Linked DNA regions of Mus musculus: region 1 is linked to region 2. The links are chromatin contacts, called in public HiChIP or PLAC-seq maps. All regions are on one chromosome and are shown on one strand. The core of a region is the stretch at or near the end of the contact, and the rest is flanking DNA. Distances in the headings are between cores, read along the strand shown. Region 1 overlaps Gm34328 (a long non-coding RNA gene). Region 2 has its middle 16 kb from the start of Gm40689.

Region 1 (3,145 bases), core at 50-2,549, 380 kb before region 2:
GTAAACAGGGGAATTAAGATGATTTGCCTAGGCCTCTTTATTTTGCAGAGAAAGAAATGAAGGCTCAGAAAGGGCAAGCAGTTTACCCAGTAATGCACAGCATGCTAGCAGTAGAGTGCAAGCTGCACACCGTGACCTCCACTGACCGCTACCCAAAATGTGCACATCGTGATCTCCACTGACCTCACTAGGCATTGATCATGGGGCTATTTCATATTTTCTTCACATAAATTTGCCTAATAAACTTATCCAATCTTAGAACTGTAAAAAAAATTCCCTATTTATCAACTTTGCTCCTTGTATTTTAGTTTTTAAATGCTGCCAGGCACGTCTGCCTTCTCATCTTCCTGGGCTGATCTCAGACCAGAGAGATTTTTCCTAGAGACTATCTCACTCACAAGCATTTAGGAAAAGAAAATATGATCTATATCAACTGTATCCTTGGTCTCACAAATTCATCCAAAGTACAGTCACCTCCTCCATCTGTGTTTCCTCTCTCGCTTCTGTAATCAGATGTGGAAAATATTTAATATCCCGGTGGGTCCTCAGTTAAAATTGGCATATGTGATAAACGGCACGGGGCCGTTTAATTTGCTTTCCCACGGAAATCTTTATCTTTGCCCAGCAGCTTGACTGTAGTTAAATAAGAAAGAAAGGCCTTTTGAATAACTCTTGTGCAATATGAGGTCCAAAGCAGATCTATGAATAATTTATCAGGCCAGGATCTTGTTTCTGTTTTTGAATTATATTATGGAGGCCCTTGGAACTAGACCTGAGCCATAGTCACAGAGTCCCAAGAAGTTCCAGCTTGGATACAGACAGAATGTTGCTGCAACTCTTCAAACACAAAGCCAAGTTCAGCAGGGGTTGTGGTGGTGGGGGAGTCGGGGGGGGGGGCGGGTGTCGACTTCTTGTGTTGTATCCAAAAGGTTCTCAATTATCAACAAAAGATAGCATACCGACCCAGTGACTCCTCGTGGATTCCAGCGAGGGATTCCAGGAAACCGTAGCCTCGTGGGCGTTATGTGGTCTGAAATAACAGGAATCAGTGAAAATTTCAAGTGTAAATACACAACTGAGATTATTTACATATCACAACCAGACAAACACAACCCATCGAGCTGACTGTGTCATCCACAAGAAACAGAGACTCCTGGGCCATGTCCCAGTCCGGATCCCAGGCTCTGTAAACTCCATCTTGTCTCTGATTTTGTAACGGGCGGCACTTCCAACATCCCCTTTGCTGCGAGTGTCAGGAGAAGTTGAAACCCAGCACTTCTTGCGTAAGTCAGCCAGAGATGAAAAACACCACTGAGGACGCCCTGCTCAGCCCTCGACTCTGCTGTGAAAGCAACCTTGTCTTGCTGAGCCTGGGTCTGACCCCTTCATTCCTAGATAACTCCTGTTCACCCCTTAAAACGGTCATTTATTTTTAGAGCGATTCTGCAACTCCCAAACACTAGCAGAGAGAGGAGAGAAAGATCCACATGTCTCCTGCAGAACACAGGCAGGCTGACTTGTGGGAAATTGTCTCTGGATATAGGGCTGAAAAAGGAGATTCCTAATAGCAACTTCTGGTTGCCCAGATCTCGTGGCTACACATGCACGCACACATGCATGCACACGTGCACACCCCCCCACCACCAGTTTCATTTGTCCATCTTCTAGCAGAAATGATGGAGACCATCTATGGACTGGCAAATATCTTCACCTTTGCCTTCCTTGAGTGCTACTGAGACCATGTCACTGAATTTTAATTGGTTCTTTACCATTTATGGCATCAACTGCACTCTTGTTTTTTTAAGGTTTATTTTATTCTCTCTCTCTCTCTCTCTCTCTCTCTCTCTCTCTCTCTCTCTCTCTCTCTGTATGTGTGTGTGTGTATTGCCATATGTGTGTGGTTTACATATGGGGTCTCTTGCATCTGGGGTTGCAGGCATGTAGGAGCTAGCTGATGTGGGTGCTGGGACTGAACTCAGATCCTAAGTGGTTCCCAAAGACCTGTGTAATAAAAGCTTGGCCCTCAGTTCAGCTCTATCAAGGGTAGCTGGAGCCTATAAGAGGTCATTCTAGGAGTAGACCTTGAGTCACTGAGGGATGTACCCTTGGAGGAGGCTCAGCCTTAGCCACATGCTACATACAACACCACGATGTACTATGTCACTGTAGGAATAAATGGGAGGGCTAATCGGTTATGGCTGAGACCCCTGGAAATGTGATCCAAAGCCTTGAAAACATGTCTACAAGTAACAGTGTACAAACTGAGCAGGGTGTGTATGTGTGTATAAACTATATATATGTACGTATATATAGTTTATTACATGTATATACTTGCATCTAATAACAATAAAAAGCTATCATGTATGTAAAATAATTTTATTCATCTGCTATAATTATTGTCTCAAAGGTTCACTTCTGAATAAGCTCACCCTTCCTAGTTCTTTCTGAACGCTAGTTGGCTGGTTCAACTCAGATGTTCTGGCTCAAGCTTCTCTCAAAACTGACTGATTCAAACTGGCTTCTCTCCATTTCTGACTGAACTGCTCTGCTGCTTGGCCTCATGCTAACTCTATCAGTGTGTTCTAATCTTCTGACTCCTTCTTACTCTCTGGTTTCAACAGCCTCTGTTGACCTGAAGTGAACTGCATGGACTCCGGGATGAACTCAACTCCACTGCGCTGTACTCAACAGACCGAACAGAACTGACTATCCCTCTCACCCCGCATTGCTCTTAAATAGACTCTCCTCGTCATTTCTCATGGGAATTGGGCATATCCTATCTCTGACTCATTCTGTCAAATCTTTCTCTGATTCATCACTTTGTCTGCCCCTTAGTTAGACATCACTTTCAAACACAGTTGCTTCCTCCTGCCAACTAACTTTACCTACAATGTTTGGGATTAAAAGTGTGTATACTGAAGGTCTGTATTTCAGTCAGAGCAGCCATTGCTGGATTAAAATTCCTCTACACGTGGATTTGAGAGTGAGGAGGAACATATGGGTTTGGAGGGAGGAAAGAAAAAGGAGAAGTGTAATTTCATTATAATCTTAAAAATAAATTAAAACCCAAACCTTTTCTCTTTAAGCTGATTTATTTCAGTTGTCGGTGAGGTAGTGAAACCTGTCCAACATATCTGCCCTTAAT
Region 2 (3,165 bases), core at 654-3,153:
ATATCTTGCAGTATGCTGGCAGACGTGGAAATATGAGAAGGCTTGTGGGGGGTACCAGGTACCAGATCCTCCCAACCGACTTGATGTAGACAGGAGGGCAGGGGTAGAAAGGTTGAATGCTTTATGTCCCTCTTGCGACAGAATGGGCTCTTGCATTTAGCTCTGTCTCCAGTCTATCCAAGGCATCCAAGTTCATTTATAGTTCTGAATTTCCAAGAACTCTTGAGTTCTTCCCTAGTAGGAAAAGAGGAATAGTAATGATGGCCAAATCTTTTTTTTTTAAAAGATTTATTTTTATGTGCATTGGTGTTTTTGCCTGCATTCATCCATGGGACAGGAGTTATAGACATTTGTGAGCTGCTATTTGGTTGCTGGAAATTGAACCCGGGTCCTCTGGAAGAGTAGCCAGTGCTCCTAGTCACTGAGCCATTTTCCCAGCCCCTGTGATAGCCAGATCTTAAAAATTTCCCTCTGGTCATGAATGATTCATCCAGATCTCTGAGCTCTCATTTAAAGCAGACACTGAAATTCAGAGTAAAAGGTCCCTGTCTCTCTGTCTTTGTCTCTGTCTCAGTCTCTCTAGTAATCAGTCTTCTAGAGTTCTGATATCTAGAAACAGCATTGTTCATGACCACAGGCATTGGGCTAAGATAAAGAGCCCACAGGGATTCAGGCTCAACAGTGACCTCTCTGGGGATGGAGGGTGGGGATGCAGAGCACACATGAATATTCAAATCTCTTGAATCTGATCTCACCCACCCACCCAACACACACAGAGAAGAACTTTCCCTTGTTATAACCTTTTAGGACCCTATAGCATTTATCTGCACCAGGTCTCTCAGGACAACAATTGCCTCAGCGATAAGCCTTGCTTCTTTCCCAAGTCCCAGATCCAAATGACTGTCTTGTTTGTCCTTATTAGTTCTTCAATAGGTTCAGAGCCCTTGGTTCAGAGAATTGTTTCTGGAAGGTTCCATGGGCAGCTCCATCTCCCTTTCTTTATTTTTGAAGCATTTTTGCTTTTGAGAGTCACAGGCCAAGATTCTTGTCAGCTGGTATTGAGATGTTTGGTTTGATTTGACTCTGCAGTGTTCTCAGGAACGTTAAATGGCATTTTCCAGGCAACCCACATAATAAAAGGATGACTATGGCTAAGGCCAGTCTCAAGAGGTAGCTTAAAAAATTAAAACATGTGCCTGTTGCAAAACTTGACGTTCCCAGAGTCAATTCTGCCAGGCTTGCTTCTGAGATCTTCCTGGAATGCTTTCCCTAGGCCTGGCTATTCCGGTGAGTGTTCTGGCTCCTGCCTCTTTCAAATTCAGTTTGTCAGTTTTTCCATGTGCGAGCATAGCATTTTGGAATAGGAGCGGCTGTTATGTTTTGAGCTGATGCTTTGAGCGCTCATGGCACATGGCACACAGCACACACAACTTTGCCGAAATTTTTGGTGCGAATTCCAAGTCTCGTCTCCTCTTGGGATCTTTTTACAGCTGTTTTCTGATCCAGGAAATCCTTGGACAAAATAACAGATTTGCTTTCTGAGATACAAGGAGCTTTATGGAGGAGTAAGAGATTCCTGGCATGTAACTGGGAACAAGGCTCAGTCTCACCGTTCCCCTAGGAACTATTGACATCAACACAATTCTCCAGATGTGCATCTGTTGGCGTCCAGAGTTACTGAGACCCAAAACAGAGCCCGCTACACCAGTTAATAACACAAACTTTTACAATCATTTGCACTCCACGGGAAATGGCTGGAAAATGAAACGGTTGGGCCTGTTGGAATCTAAGCCCCTCCTGGCTTCAACAACTTAGAAAATTCCAGAGAAAATGGACATACAGATAAAAGGAGATGAAGATTTTGCAGCTCTATCTATACAGCCAGTAGATGGCAGACACGCATTAGAGTCTGAAACGGATACTACGTGGTGACACTGTAGTCCCCAGTGGTTAATGAGCGTTTCAAGGTAGCTATAGAAAAACAATTAAAAAAAAATGTTACCTTTAAACAATGGGTCCTTGAACTTCAAAGCTAAGATTGTTTGTTTCTGTTAACCTGGGTGGGGATTCCACCCAGAAGCAATCCATTACCTCTAAAAATGCTTTGAGAGAAAAAGTATCCACTGAGGCAGACCTTGCGTTTCTTTGCTCACTCAGCCATCCATTGATGGATTCAACAGCTATTTGTTGATCTCTCTCTCTCTCTCTCTCTCTCTCTCTCTCTCTCTCTCATATTCATTTATTTACTTATTTATTTAATGTATATGAGTGTTCTATTTGCATGTATACCTGCATGCCATAAGAGAGCATCAGACCCCATTACAGATGTTTGTGAGCCACCATGTGGTTGCTGGAAATTGAACTCAGGACCTCTGGAAGAGCAGCCAGTGCTCTTAACTGCTGAGCCAATCCCATCTCTCATTTTTACTATTGGATCAGTTGTACTCATTTTCTCTCCCAGTTAATTTCAGATTTGCTAAGAAAGTCCTCATTCATCTTCATGCATTCAGTTAACTTAACCTGCCACCCTGGCAGCCAGCAGCCAGGCTACATGGGAATTTTAGGAGCTTTTTTGCCACACGAGAGCTACTCCTTCAGACCTTCTTCTTGTACTTCAGGATGACTTCCCAGAGTCCTGGCACTGTCTTCAGATACATATTTTTTTCATCTCAGTAGCCTGAGGATTGAGCCCAGTACCTAGAATACGATGGAGAAAGAAAGAAAGAAAGAAAGAAAGAAAGAAAGAAAGAAAGAAAGAAAGAAAGAAAGGAAGGAAGAAAGAAAGGGGAGGGGAGGGAGGAAGAGAGAGAGAGAGAGAGAGAGAGAGAGAGAGAGTCAGTCTAGGCCCAGGCCAGTTTCGACTAGGAAAGCTATGAGTCTTAGTGGACCTAAAAGGAGATACCTTCTCTTATGTACCAAGAAAACCACAACCAACTCCTGCAAGGAAAGAAATTAATAAGACAAAAACAAAATAAATTATCTTAAAGCTTTTGTGTGTTTTAGACATGAAAACCTAAGTACCCTGTGAAAATTATTTCTTTGCTTAGCTTCCATGAAGAAGAAGAACTCTAGAAATGATGGGACAGAGGACTAGACGTAGTGGTGGAGACAAAGGGCGAGCCTACCAAGTCCTGCGCATACAGTATCCCCTCGTTCTTGCCTGAG

The links. HiChIP or PLAC-seq counts read pairs in DNA pulled down with a chosen protein or histone mark.
Region 1: a contact with region 2 is called in an H3K27ac HiChIP or PLAC-seq map of heart atrium, with 6 times the contacts expected there. The contact joins two enhancer-like sites. A contact is called at or near these places in 4 of 484 Hi-C or Micro-C datasets (cumulus cells, embryonic fibroblasts, lens fibers and 1 more) and 1 of 115 datasets of contacts at active chromatin or transcription factors (heart atrium).

The regions. Positions count from the first base shown.
Region 1 is chr10:71,191,130-71,194,274 of GRCm38.p6, reverse strand. It overlaps Gm34328 (a long non-coding RNA gene), which reads right to left. Exons shown (of 3, transcript XR_380563.3): 2 at 960-1,030. Among named protein-coding and RNA genes, the nearest start is that of 1700113B09Rik, 9.0 kb to the left of the region's middle. Within about 2 kb of position 1,299, at least 33 of the 459 cell types and tissues checked have an H3K27ac peak or open chromatin away from gene starts, as enhancers often do. A contact at or near this core is called in heart atrium, where this site is marked.
Region 2 is chr10:70,813,254-70,816,418 of GRCm38.p6, reverse strand. No RefSeq gene overlaps it. Among named protein-coding and RNA genes, the nearest start is that of Gm40689, 16 kb to the left of the region's middle. Within about 2 kb of position 1,903, at least 24 of the 459 cell types and tissues checked have an H3K27ac peak or open chromatin away from gene starts, as enhancers often do. A contact at or near this core is called in heart atrium, where this site is marked.